Regions from separate parts of the Hordeum vulgare genome. Here region 1 is linked to region 2. Evidence: chromatin contacts called from public Hi-C data. All regions are on one chromosome and are shown on one strand. Each heading gives the region's core, a stretch centred on a gene start, on an enhancer-like site or on the middle of the called end of the contact. The rest is flanking DNA. Distances are from core to core; before and after follow the strand shown. Region 1 holds the start of LOC123406071 (succinate-semialdehyde dehydrogenase, mitochondrial). Region 2 holds the start of LOC123404140 (squamosa promoter-binding-like protein 4).

Region 1 (5,771 bases), core at 571-3,070, 890 kb before region 2:
GCACATAGAGATATCAAACAATTCTTGAGAACATAAATATGTATGGAAATCAACTCGCACCATATCTGGTTGAGAGGACTCAATACCAAGGTCAGATCAATGAGGATGATGCGTGTGAGGAGGGAAAAATCCTACAGACTATGGTTGCGTTCTGAAGTGTCGCACATCAGACTTCTGGACATACAATCTGTTTCGACATGTTTCATTGCCGTGTGTCAAAATATGTGAATTGAAGGAATAAATCGAGACAGGAAGATGTTAGTCAAAATAGGTGTATGGAAGCACGACATTAGCAAGCTTATCTGTTATAACCATAGTATGTCAATTTCTAAGAAGCATGAATATATGACAACCCAACATTAGTCTTGGCCGCTAGCATGGAACATTAATAATGGGAACAATTAGGATTACTGTCAATGCGAGGATGCATATTTTCGGTTGCCTATACACAAATTTAACCAATTTTTGTTGGCCAATGTAAGCAATTTGCTTGCCCAAAGAAGCACAAAAAAGTCCGTCGGGTACATTTGTATTGCCATTGGGAAGCGACAAAATTTGAAAAATGGAACTAATAATAATAACCGGGTAGGCCTATGTGTGTGATGTACCTACCTAATCCATAAAAATATAGATAATTTAGTGATCCAATACATACAGTATGGAAGAAATTCACAACCACAAAATGATGCATAGACCAACGTATTGACACCACGATATCAAGTAAAAATCGAAACACAATTATGTTAGCAGTCACCTAGCACTGCAAAATAAGTTTCAAAAAGAACTAGCATTGCAAGATTGAGAAGTACCAAGAGGAGAGAGGAGTCAAACCCTAAATGGGATGAGGATGGGCCATGTGGGAGAATCGTGTGATACGCCATGCTGCTCTGATGAGCGGGACAAGAGAAAAGAACGACAAGTGCAGAGGGGTTCAATTGCGACGAAGATAACCAGGACGACGAGGAAGGTTGCGAGCACGTCGGTGAGCAATGTCACGGTTAACTTCGGGCACATGGATGGGATGACGCACAGGTAAGATGCGTCGGAGGCCGTAGTGGGGCTGGGAAGAACCCTGAGGACGGAGACGGGAGCGAGGGCACCGGCGAGCAAGGGCAAGAGCTTGGACTGGTGCGGCGAGATCGGAAACATGGGTGCTTGGGTAGGGGCAGTTAATTAGGGATATAAATTGATGACTGGAATTATGGTAGCATGTGCGGCAATCTTGGAGACTGAAATCTCAGCCGTGAGATTAAAAGAAGGATCAATGGCTCACCAACGGTCTCACGATGGCTTCGTTTCAGACCACTGATAGTAAGCGTTTCCCAAGCCAAAGTGGCAAACTGCTTGCTAATGCCCGAGTTAATTAACTAATAAAATGGTTGAGCATGTTCAGTCGAAATTGATTTCCTTGCTTGTCTGCATGGCGCTGCATAGATATTTTATTTTATTTTATTTTACGAGGGTAAAAAGGGGAAGTTCATTCTTTGTGCCATGATCTGGAGCGACCTGGCCGTCCGTGCGGTCCACGCCGGCCCGCGAATTTTGGCCGACGTCGGGGAGGTTGGGAGGTCGCCATCGCACAAATTTTCCTAAACCAGCTCAACAGGCCACGTGTAAAGCGCTCGTGCAAATAAGACACAGAGACCCGGCCACACAACAGGTGCAGGTGTTCGTGTCACTCGTCCCTTCCTTCAGATGGCGATGGCGATGCGACGCGCGGCGGCGCTCGGCGCCCGCCACATCCTAGCCGCCTCCGGCTCCGCCTCCTCCCGCGTCGCCAGCCGCCGCCACGTACGCCCTCTCTCCCCCCACCCCACTCGCCTGCGCTCCTTCATACCCCTCGCGCCCCCCCGGCGGTGGTGCTCGGTGGGTCGTGTTTTTTCTGTTATAATTGCTGGGTGGGTGCGCAGATGGGCAGCGTGGACGCGGGCGCGGCGATGGAGAAGATCCGGGCGGCGGGGCTGCTCAGGACGCGCGGCCTCATCGGCGGCAAGTGGGTCGACGCCTACGACGGGAAGACCATCGAGGTACCGTCCCTCCCTCCGTCCGTCTCACTGTAGTGGTGCCTTCGAGATCCTTGTGGATTGGCGCGGTTGGATTTCGTGGGGGAAATTAGGGATTACTGCTGTGCCCAGTCCAGCTGTTACTTTGTGGAAAACGCGTGGGAGTTGGAAATTTTGTGCCGAATTTCTTAGTTCGTTTTGTTGAATTGCAGTTTTGTTGGTGTAGTTATTATTAGTCGTGTGTTCTTAGGTTGTGAACACACCATCTGCCCACAGACTGTCTGTGGGCGACAGTGTCAGACTGCTTAGTGGAGTGTGCTAACCAGAATTGTGTACTTCGTGGCATGTTTTGGTCGTTGGGGAGGTTTTATGCCGCACGACAGGTGTGTGTCTGTCGAGGGGAGTACACAAACTAGGCTGTCGCACGAGTGTCAGCATACGGTTAGTGCTTCATCTATGAGCTCTGGCAATGTTGCTTGGACTTTGATCCCATTCCTACTTTCCTAGGACGTTAGCGCCATTGAAACTTTCCTCCTGCTTGATATAGTTTGGAGCTATGAGTAATTCTTTGGTATGGTTGTGTTCTGTCTTAGCTACCGCACGCCTTGATGCCACTGTAATAGTCATGAAAATAACGTCGGAACTTAGCTGGTCTTAAGCTTGTAAGTTTGCTGTTTAGGTTATTTCTGTAAAGAGCGCTGAACAGTATGAATAATCAATTAAGTGTTGCTACTGCAACTCTACTCACTTTTTATATCTCAATTCTCTAACCTATGCTAAGTTGCCAATGTTGATTGTCAATATTTATCATTGGAACAACATTCTTTTCCTTGTAGGTGCAAAATCCAGCAACTGGCGAGGTCCTTGCAAATGTAGCCTGCATGGGCAACAGAGAAACAGCTGATGCAATAGCTTCTGCTCACACTACATTTTATAGTATGTAAAAACACATTAGTGTATTCACTTTTAATACTTGAATACTGACCAAATAATGTTTTGCAAGTGCCATAGTTAAAATGATTTGACATGCTTATGATATTAATATATGCAAATTAAACTGCTTCCGTGTCAGCGGAAGATCAGCATTGGAACACCATGAATCAAGTGAACTTCCGTTCACATGTCACATACCACAATCAACTAATATCTTCTGTGTATCAGAAAATGCTTCCATTCTGGCTTAGTTGTTCTATTACCATATATAGTAATTTAATAATAAAAATCGGAACTACTATACTGTCTCCATATTAGGTGAATGTGTGATGGTTGTTTTGTTTCTGGTAGAACAGAGGAGTTGTACTTCGTAGTAGACCAAGTACATCTTGTAGAATCCCAAAGGTAATCCTCTAGTTTATTACTACAAGCTCTAAAGGCAACAAGAGAATACATGATTAGCACTTAGGCAAAGAAAATTAGGAGACACAGATTGGTCTCTAAAAGCTTATTTTGCTAAAGCATTGGCAACTTTCTTGTTTTGGAAATGCTTGTTTAAAAATATCTAATGCATGCCCTCTTTTGGTGCAAACCTTATCTTAATCAAGTTTAATTATGATTTTCAATACCTAGTAGAATACTCATCTTCACCTCATAACAAAAATATGAGTCCTATATGGAATTGTGCGTTTCCTGTTGTTGTTTGCCTTTGCTAAATATTTGTATGTCTAATAATATTTTTCTTTGCATACTTCATTATAGTTGATTTTCCATTTACCACTTGCAATTTTCTTTGTTTGTTTATTGTCCTTTACGTTTTTGTAGCTTGGAGCAAACTCACTGCAAGTGAAAGGAGCAAGGCACTAAGAAAATGGTAGTTTGCATGGATTGAAGTGTTAATAGTAGCATGAATTTCTTGTAGTATTACCTGGACATTTCTTCTCACTATGTATTTCCACAAAAGGCATGACCTACTTATGTCACACAAGGAAGAACTTGCGCTTCTTATGACACTGGAACAGGGGAAGCCTATGAAAGAAGCCCTTGGGGAGGTACTTGCTGAAGTCATGCACTGACAATAGTTAGTTGGAGCTTGTAATTATCTAGGGTTATGGTAGACTAATTTGTTGCTAATCATATATTCAGGTGAACTATGGTGCAAGTTTCATAGAATTTTTTGCTGAGGAAGCAAAGCGTGTGTATGGTGATATTATTCCCCCAACTCTAGCTGATCGCAGACTATTGGTTCTGAAGCAGGTAATATGTTAATACCCTCTAAACATTTATTATGCCTGTTCCTTCTGGTAGTCACTTTGCCCCTCAATCCCTCATTACCTCATTACTTTTATATTTGTTTACATTATTTCATAATCACACTGTACACTTCTCACCTTTCATTTCATCAAGCAAAATGTCATGTTAGGTACTGACATTCTCTTGGAATGCTACTCTAGTTTCTCAGTTCATTTTCTTGTTCAAGTGCAGTAAACCTGTGCTTTTATTTTTCTAATATTAGTTTATTATCGATATTTTGCAGCCTATTGGGGTAGTTGGAGCTATTACACCATGGAATTTTCCTTTAGCAATGATAACCAGAAAGGTCTTAAGCAAAACACACTTCTCCATTGGTTAAAATGTCCAAAATAAAATCAGCTATGTTTGTACATTTTCTTATATATGCCTTCCCGCAGGTTGGACCAGCATTGGCTTGTGGATGCACAGTTGTTGTCAAGCCATCAGAGTTCACACCTCTGACAGCATTAGCTGCAGCAGACCTTGCTCTTCAAGCTGGAATACCAGCTGTAATTCTCTCGGGTTCTCTATTATTCCAGTATTATTTGTGTACGAGTGTATTTATTCTGTTTCCATATGTACTTGTCGAAGATCACTAAATTTCTGTAACGAAATCTCCATATTCATGGTATGGGTACAGTTACCGAGAAAATTCTGTTACTAGATTTCTGGGATGCTTTACTCGTTTTGAGAAGTATAACTGTTAAACTAGTCATAACTGCAATCCTGCAAAAGACACCAGGGGAAAGATCAGGTTTTGGGTATTGTTGAACCAAATCATATTTTCCCATCTTTTACTTGCACCTGCCAAGTTGTTTCATTGTTAACGGAAGGTTTTATTCATCACAGTTAATTTTTCATCGTCTATTTCTGTGAGTATATTCATGACACCTGCTTCAATCATATTCTTCATCTAGGGTGTACTAAATGTTGTGATGGGTAATGCTCCTGAGATAGGTGATGAACTAATGCAGAGCACACAGGTTTTATTTCCTTCCCTTTCTTTCAGTATTAATTATCTAGTATGTTTTTCTGCAAGTATTTTTTTAGATATGTTAAATCATATAAATTGTGGTGTACATGATCACATGTTTTCCTATTTATAGGTCAGAAAGATTACGTTCACGGGTTCAACAGCTGTTGGCAAAAAACTGATGGCTGGATCAGCAAACACCGTGAAAAAGGTATGTACTGAGATACTACTTGAGGAGAAATTACTGTACCTCTGAAGTTTAAAGTTCTTGTGCATCTTTAGAGCTTTCTACTCCCAAGAACACATCCAATATTCGCAAGCTGTTGTATCGATTTCGTTTGGTGACATATTGCAATAACTAACCTTGTTTCAGATGAACATGTAAGATATCTGTGCAGAAGGGCTCAGCATACCAGGAGTGGCTCAGTGCTTCTGGTCACACTAGCCCTTATCTACTTTTCATAAAATTTGTCTGTCTGGTTTAGGCCCTAATACCATACTGCATGCAATTCAGCCTGGAATATATATATATATATATCTCAGTATTAGATATGCCCCAAACGTCAATC
Region 2 (5,830 bases), core at 36-2,535:
TTCCCGTGTCTACATCAACAACCAACACATGACAACACGGTGCCCCAAGCCTCCCCGCCAAGGCAAACGACTAGCTACTCCCCTGGGAGACACCTTGAGCATACAAACATTGTCTCTAAGGATAGAATGTTAATGTTCATTAGATTTATTTTATAAATGTTAATGTTAATTATATTTCCTTTATACTCCCTTCGTTCCTAAATATGAAACCTTCTAGAGATTTCATTATAGACTACATACGGGTGTATATAGACATAGTTCAGAATATAGATTCACTCATTTTGCTTCGTATGTAGTCTATAATAGAATCTAAGATCTTATAATTAGCAACGAGGGAGTATAAATTAATGTTTATCAAATAGAGCACCATATATAAGTTGTGAAAATGCACAAGCTCTCTCCAGCTACCCATAATCCACTTATGGCAAACCAAGCATAGAAAAATGATGGGAAAGAACAATAAAGGGAAAATTGAGAGATGGGGGGGGGGGGCGAACACTAAAAAAGACTTGTCGTTTCTATTCTAAGTCTCTATTCCCCATTCCTGCTTCTCTTCTTCTCCTACACAGTCCACACTGTTCATCTCTAGTATTCATGAAGGAGTCGGGACGATTCATACAATGGTTTCAACACAATGCTACACAATGTGGTTCACAACCATATCCACCACGATAACACCGACACGCTACTCGTCTTGTCCAAACTCAAGTCATGAGTGGCGAAGAGGTAGAACACAAAACACACATGCCACATTACAACTATATCTGAACACCTCGGAGCACGGCAAAATCTTCAAACCAAACTAGATCAACACACCCTCCACGCATAGTGCCTAGGAGATCGACAAATGGACAATATGAGCTAGCCTATCGAAACATCACAAATGAGTGCCCAGGAGATCGACAAGTAGACAACATGAGTAAACCTATCTTGCAGAAACACCGCAAATGAAGCGTCAATGATGAAGTACCTAGCATCCCGGATGTGCATACCAACAACAATAACCAACGCATGATAACACGGTGCCCCGAGCCTCCCCACCAAGGCAAACGAGGCACCACACTAGGTGATCCTCCATGAGACATCCTGAGCACTCAAGCCGTGTGTCCAAGGATAGAATGTTAATGTTAATAATACTTTGTTTTATAGTAAAAGTTATTTTTAATTAGATAAAGCATCAAATATAGGTTTGAAAAATGCACAAGCTGTCTCCAGCTATCCACAATCCACTTATGGCAAGCCAAGCATAGAAAAATGGTGGGAAAGAACAAGAAAGGGAAAAATGAGAGAGAGAGGGGACCGAACACTAAAAAAGACCTGCCTTTTCTATTCCAAGTCTCTCTTCCCCCATCCCTGCTTCTCTTCTTCTCCTGCACAGTCCACACTGTTCATCTCCTCTTCGATCCCCAAATCCCAAGCTGACCAACCAAGCCCCCGCCCCGCATGGAGTGGACGGCCCCGAAGTCCACCCCGTCCTCCCCGCCCCACCTCCTCTGGGACTGGGGCGACGCCGCCGCGCTGGGCTCCTCCGGCGAGGCGGCGGGGAGGCGCGGGAAGGAGAAGCGGGCCAGGGGGGAGGGGGCCGGCGGAGGAGGCGGAGGAGGGGGCGTAAGGTGCCAGGTGGAGGGCTGTGGGACCGAGCTCGCCGCCGCGAAGGAGTACCACCGGAAGCACCGGGTCTGCGAGGCCCACACCAAGTCCCCCCGCGTCGTCGTCGCCGGCCAGGAGCGCCGCTTCTGCCAGCAGTGCAGCCGGTGGGTGTTTCTTGACGCCCCGAGGTTGTTCGCCGGAGTTTTGTTCCTGCACCCTGGTTGCTCGCCGGAGCCGTTCTTTTCTTTGACTTCAGCGATTGCTCCCCCTCTTTCTATCACTCTGCAAAGCTGCACGGTCGCACCTTTCCGCGATTGCTCTTTTGCTCCACTCCGTGCGTGTGCGTGTCTTTCGTTCTTGGAATTTCGGGAAACAGGAGATTCGACAAGCCGTCTATCTGCGAATTCTGCACTTCCTTATAGACCATGATGCCGTGCTCTAGTTCCGTTCTCCGCCAGTTGATTAATCCGGAAACCTTGTGTTTTCGTGTGTGTCCGGAAACTGTGGTTATCCTGTGCGAGTACGGTCTGTTTCCCGATTTGGGAGGCGAAGATGCCTTTTCGCCACAATTATAGTACTGTCGACCTGTGGAGAATCGTGCTGCATGGCATGGCTGAACGGCTGTGCAATACCTGTTTCCTGTTTTGGCAGGGCGCTTGTCCCGTGCGCGTGCACTTTTAGGCTGAAATTCTCTTGTGCTGTGGCTACTGTGATCCAGTTACTGTGAAGATTTCTCTTCTGTGTATATATACTCTTAGATCTTAGTTACTACATATATATGGGTAGTCTATATACTACTCGTATGTACTAGTACTGTCTGTGGTTTTGCTGATTGCATGGCTTTTGGTGATCAAGGTTCCATGGGCTGTCGGAGTTCGACCAGAAGAAGAGGAGCTGCCGGAGGCGACTGTCTGATCACAATGCTCGGCGCCGGAAGCCACAGCCGGATGCATTCTCCTTTGCACCGGCAAGGCTACCGTCGTCATTGATGTTTGGTAATTTATCCATACTTTTAGTGGGTAATTATGCGAGATTTGTATTATTTTTCCTTACTCTCCTCATAGCTCTGAAACTACTGCTCTTTTATGCTTAATGATTGGCTGGTTGTGAGTTGAACTTCTTTAATAAATTGTGTTTGGGCTAGGGATGAGTTTTGGCTTTCATTAATACCATGATTAGTCAAAATTTATCTTCAATAGTTGATATATGAGATGATAGCTAGTCGGTTGAATTATTTTTGCTTTCTTGTACTTTTATCAATAAATGCTTTTGCCATTGTGCATTACAGATGATAGACGACAAATAAGTTTTGTCTGGGATAAAGATCCACTTAGCCATGGAAGGCCTTTCCCATGTTCTCCATGGGACAGCCCATCTGACTTCAAGCCCCCACAAGTGAAGGAAATAAGAGAAGTGTCAATCAATGGACAAGTTCATTTTGATAAATCTCATCTACCCAATGCTGTTCCAGCACTGAGTCATGACATAGCTGAGCTGCTACCAATGAAAGGTATGATTTGTCAATCATTTTGTAGCTATCACAGAAATGTTCTCATCGATGAAGAAGCTGGCACATTTATTACGGGAAAAATGATACATCTGTAATGTAGGCCTCTTTGATTCATGGGAAAGTACAAAGTAGGATTGCAGTGCCATGTCATCTTGAATCCCACAGGATTGAAGGATGTTTGGTTGCACATAGAAAATAATAATACAGGAATCATCCCAACTGGTTTTAGTCAATTGATTTTTTTAGAAGGGAGTACAGAAAATCTGTAGGAAAAATTCATGTGGGTTACAATCCTACAAGTTGAACAACGAGCATAGGAAAAGTTCTTTAGGATGACAAACGTATTGAATATCTATGAAAATCCTTGAATCGAAGAGAGCAAACTCTGGTCCTCTGCTTGGCAAAGTCGTCACTGTAAAAATGTGGTTCCGGTCCACCCACTCAAACCGAGGGAGATTCTTTTTTGGCCTTCACTCAATCTCTAACATGTATATCTTACATTACAAAGCTTACTTTCAACTCCTGCTGTTCACGAACATTTATAGTTTCCAACAGTGGAAATGTGTCCCAATGAAAAAATGTCATCATTGTTAGTCTTGGTTCCAAAGCCATGATGGCTCTATGTTTAGGAATCAGGATAAATAATCATTGTAGATTAAATAAACTGTACTGATACAGAAAAAGAAGGTTTTATGCTAGATTGTGTGGCAAAATTTGTGTTTTGTGGAGTTTCAGCCTGAGGTGATTTGGCTTAATTTGTTTTTCAGTATTGACATATACTAGTTTTCCTGTACCTACATATAAACTTCAGTATGCAACACTTGAATATATGTAGTTATATCAAAATGTCCTACTTACGACATGATTAATCAGTTAATCACTACTATGAGTTTCCGTTGGAACAACTTGCACTTACATTGCACTGGATTAAGTGGACTTCAGTCTTCAGGTATAGCTGAAATAGCAAATGATTTGTCCTACTTACGACATGATTAATCAGTTAATCACTACTATGAGTTTCCGTTGGAACAACTTGCACTTACATTGCACTGGATTAATTGGACTTCAGTCTTCAGGTATAACTGAAAAAGCAATGATAAATTGATAATTCCTATGATACCAAATTTTGTTATAACAAACACCACACATTTGGAGCTACAATCAATTGCAAACCTGTGGTTATACAGCTATGTAATGCATACAGAGTGTTATCAAATAGCTGATGTTTAAGATTCAAATGTCTGTCCTGTCCCATTTGAAAAAGTGCATGTCAATACCAAAGTGAACTCCTAAATTCACGTTGGTATGTCCATTCTCTAAGGTCCTTAACAGTGGGTAATGAACTGTTGAGTTTCATGCTTCAAACAGTTAAAACCTAAAGCTTAAGCTGATGAGGAAAGGTGGGCAATATACTCACAATTCAACATGGAGGACTAGTTATATATAATCAAATATGCTGCAGTTTGCTTGTCAACAATACTACTTAATTGTTCTCGATTGAAGTATATCTCAAATGCATATGAGCCACATGATGTTCGTTCACCTTTGCAGATATCTCTGCTCCCAACACTTGGATGTTCTTGAGTGCCCATACTTTGGTGATGGAATCCTTTTGATTGACCGATTGATCAATTTCTGTAGGTCCGGACGCATCTGCAACCGCTTCGAAATTAGGTGGAGCACCGGATCTTCAGCGTGCTCTCTCTCTTCTGTCAGCTAGTTCTTGTGGATTACCTGATCCAGTACAGCAAGCATCTTGTCTCGTCCAATTCACTGGTGCCAGCCAAAACAGCCGGGGTCTGCCTTCACCACATGGAGGGAGCCCTCCGTCGGCATCCTGTGCCGAGGGACAGCCCATGGCTCCATCACCTCAGTTCGTCCGTTTCACGATGGATGGCGCCAGCAGTGGCTATGAATCCACTTTCTTCGGCGTAAACCGGATGAATTGATACGCGAGACGTATGCGCCACTGTGTGATTTGGATCTACGGCATGGAAGAGCTTATGCAAGAACTGCTCCCGTCAACTACTAGAGTGGAAAATCTCACTGTTCATGTTACCTACCTACATACTCATTGGTTACCTTGTTGTTTTCCGATGTACAACCCTGCCGCCGATTGTTGGCTCGTTTTGTAACCATTGTTGATGGATCTGGACACAATTTGTCTCATCAAGTGATGACTTTGTATATTTTCTTGTCCCTGACAAGCCATTTGCACAAGTAATCTCCATTACTAATTTGTGGCGATTTTTTTTCCTTTGCTGCTGTAGCAAGGACGATATGATTTCATGTTTGTTATGAAGAAAACACGAGGATTTCAAAGACGATATTGCGGCGATATTTGCACTAATAATCTCCATGATTTGCTGTTGTATCGTAAATGATATGATTTCATATTTGTTATGCGGATAACACCAATTCGTTTTATCGTGCAGGCAGAAGAGAACAGTCGAATTTGACTTGCCTGCAATTTAAACTATTTTCTTTCTTTCTGTAGAACGTGCACACACATACATCAAAGAACAGACTAATCATACAATACCAGGTAAAGAAAGCGATCTTGTCTCCTCAAAGCAAACAATCCAAACAGCTTGTTAGGACACACAAGATGTAGAAACCAGTCGTCATCACAGTTGTCTCCAATATAAATCAGCTTGAATCAGACCAGTATGTGGCTGATGTTGAGGCAGAACAGCCAGGGCAAGCCACTATACTATACAGCTCAACAAG

What was found. A called contact is a pair of places that touch in the nucleus more often than the background predicts.
Region 1: a contact with region 2 is called in a Hi-C map of seedling, with 5 times the contacts expected there. The contact joins the promoter of LOC123406071 here to the promoter of LOC123404140 in region 2. A contact is called at or near these places in 2 of 6 Hi-C or Micro-C datasets (leaf and seedling).

What each region holds. Positions count from the first base shown.
Region 1 is chr6H:130,902,739-130,908,509 of MorexV3_pseudomolecules_assembly, reverse strand. LOC123406071 (succinate-semialdehyde dehydrogenase, mitochondrial) reads left to right here and starts at 1,820. Exons shown (of 19, transcript XM_045099563.1): 1 at 1,820-2,027; 2 at 2,840-2,939; 3 at 3,762-3,810; 4 at 3,901-3,988; 5 at 4,083-4,193; 6 at 4,474-4,536; 7 at 4,628-4,738; 8 at 5,147-5,212; 9 at 5,336-5,413. The coding sequence starts at 1,911.
Region 2 is chr6H:130,016,376-130,022,205 of MorexV3_pseudomolecules_assembly, reverse strand. LOC123404140 (squamosa promoter-binding-like protein 4) reads left to right here and starts at 1,285. Exons shown (of 4, transcript XM_045098064.1): 1 at 1,285-1,754; 2 at 2,446-2,585; 3 at 2,879-3,100; 4 at 4,742-5,289. The coding sequence starts at 1,444. The coding sequence ends at 5,049.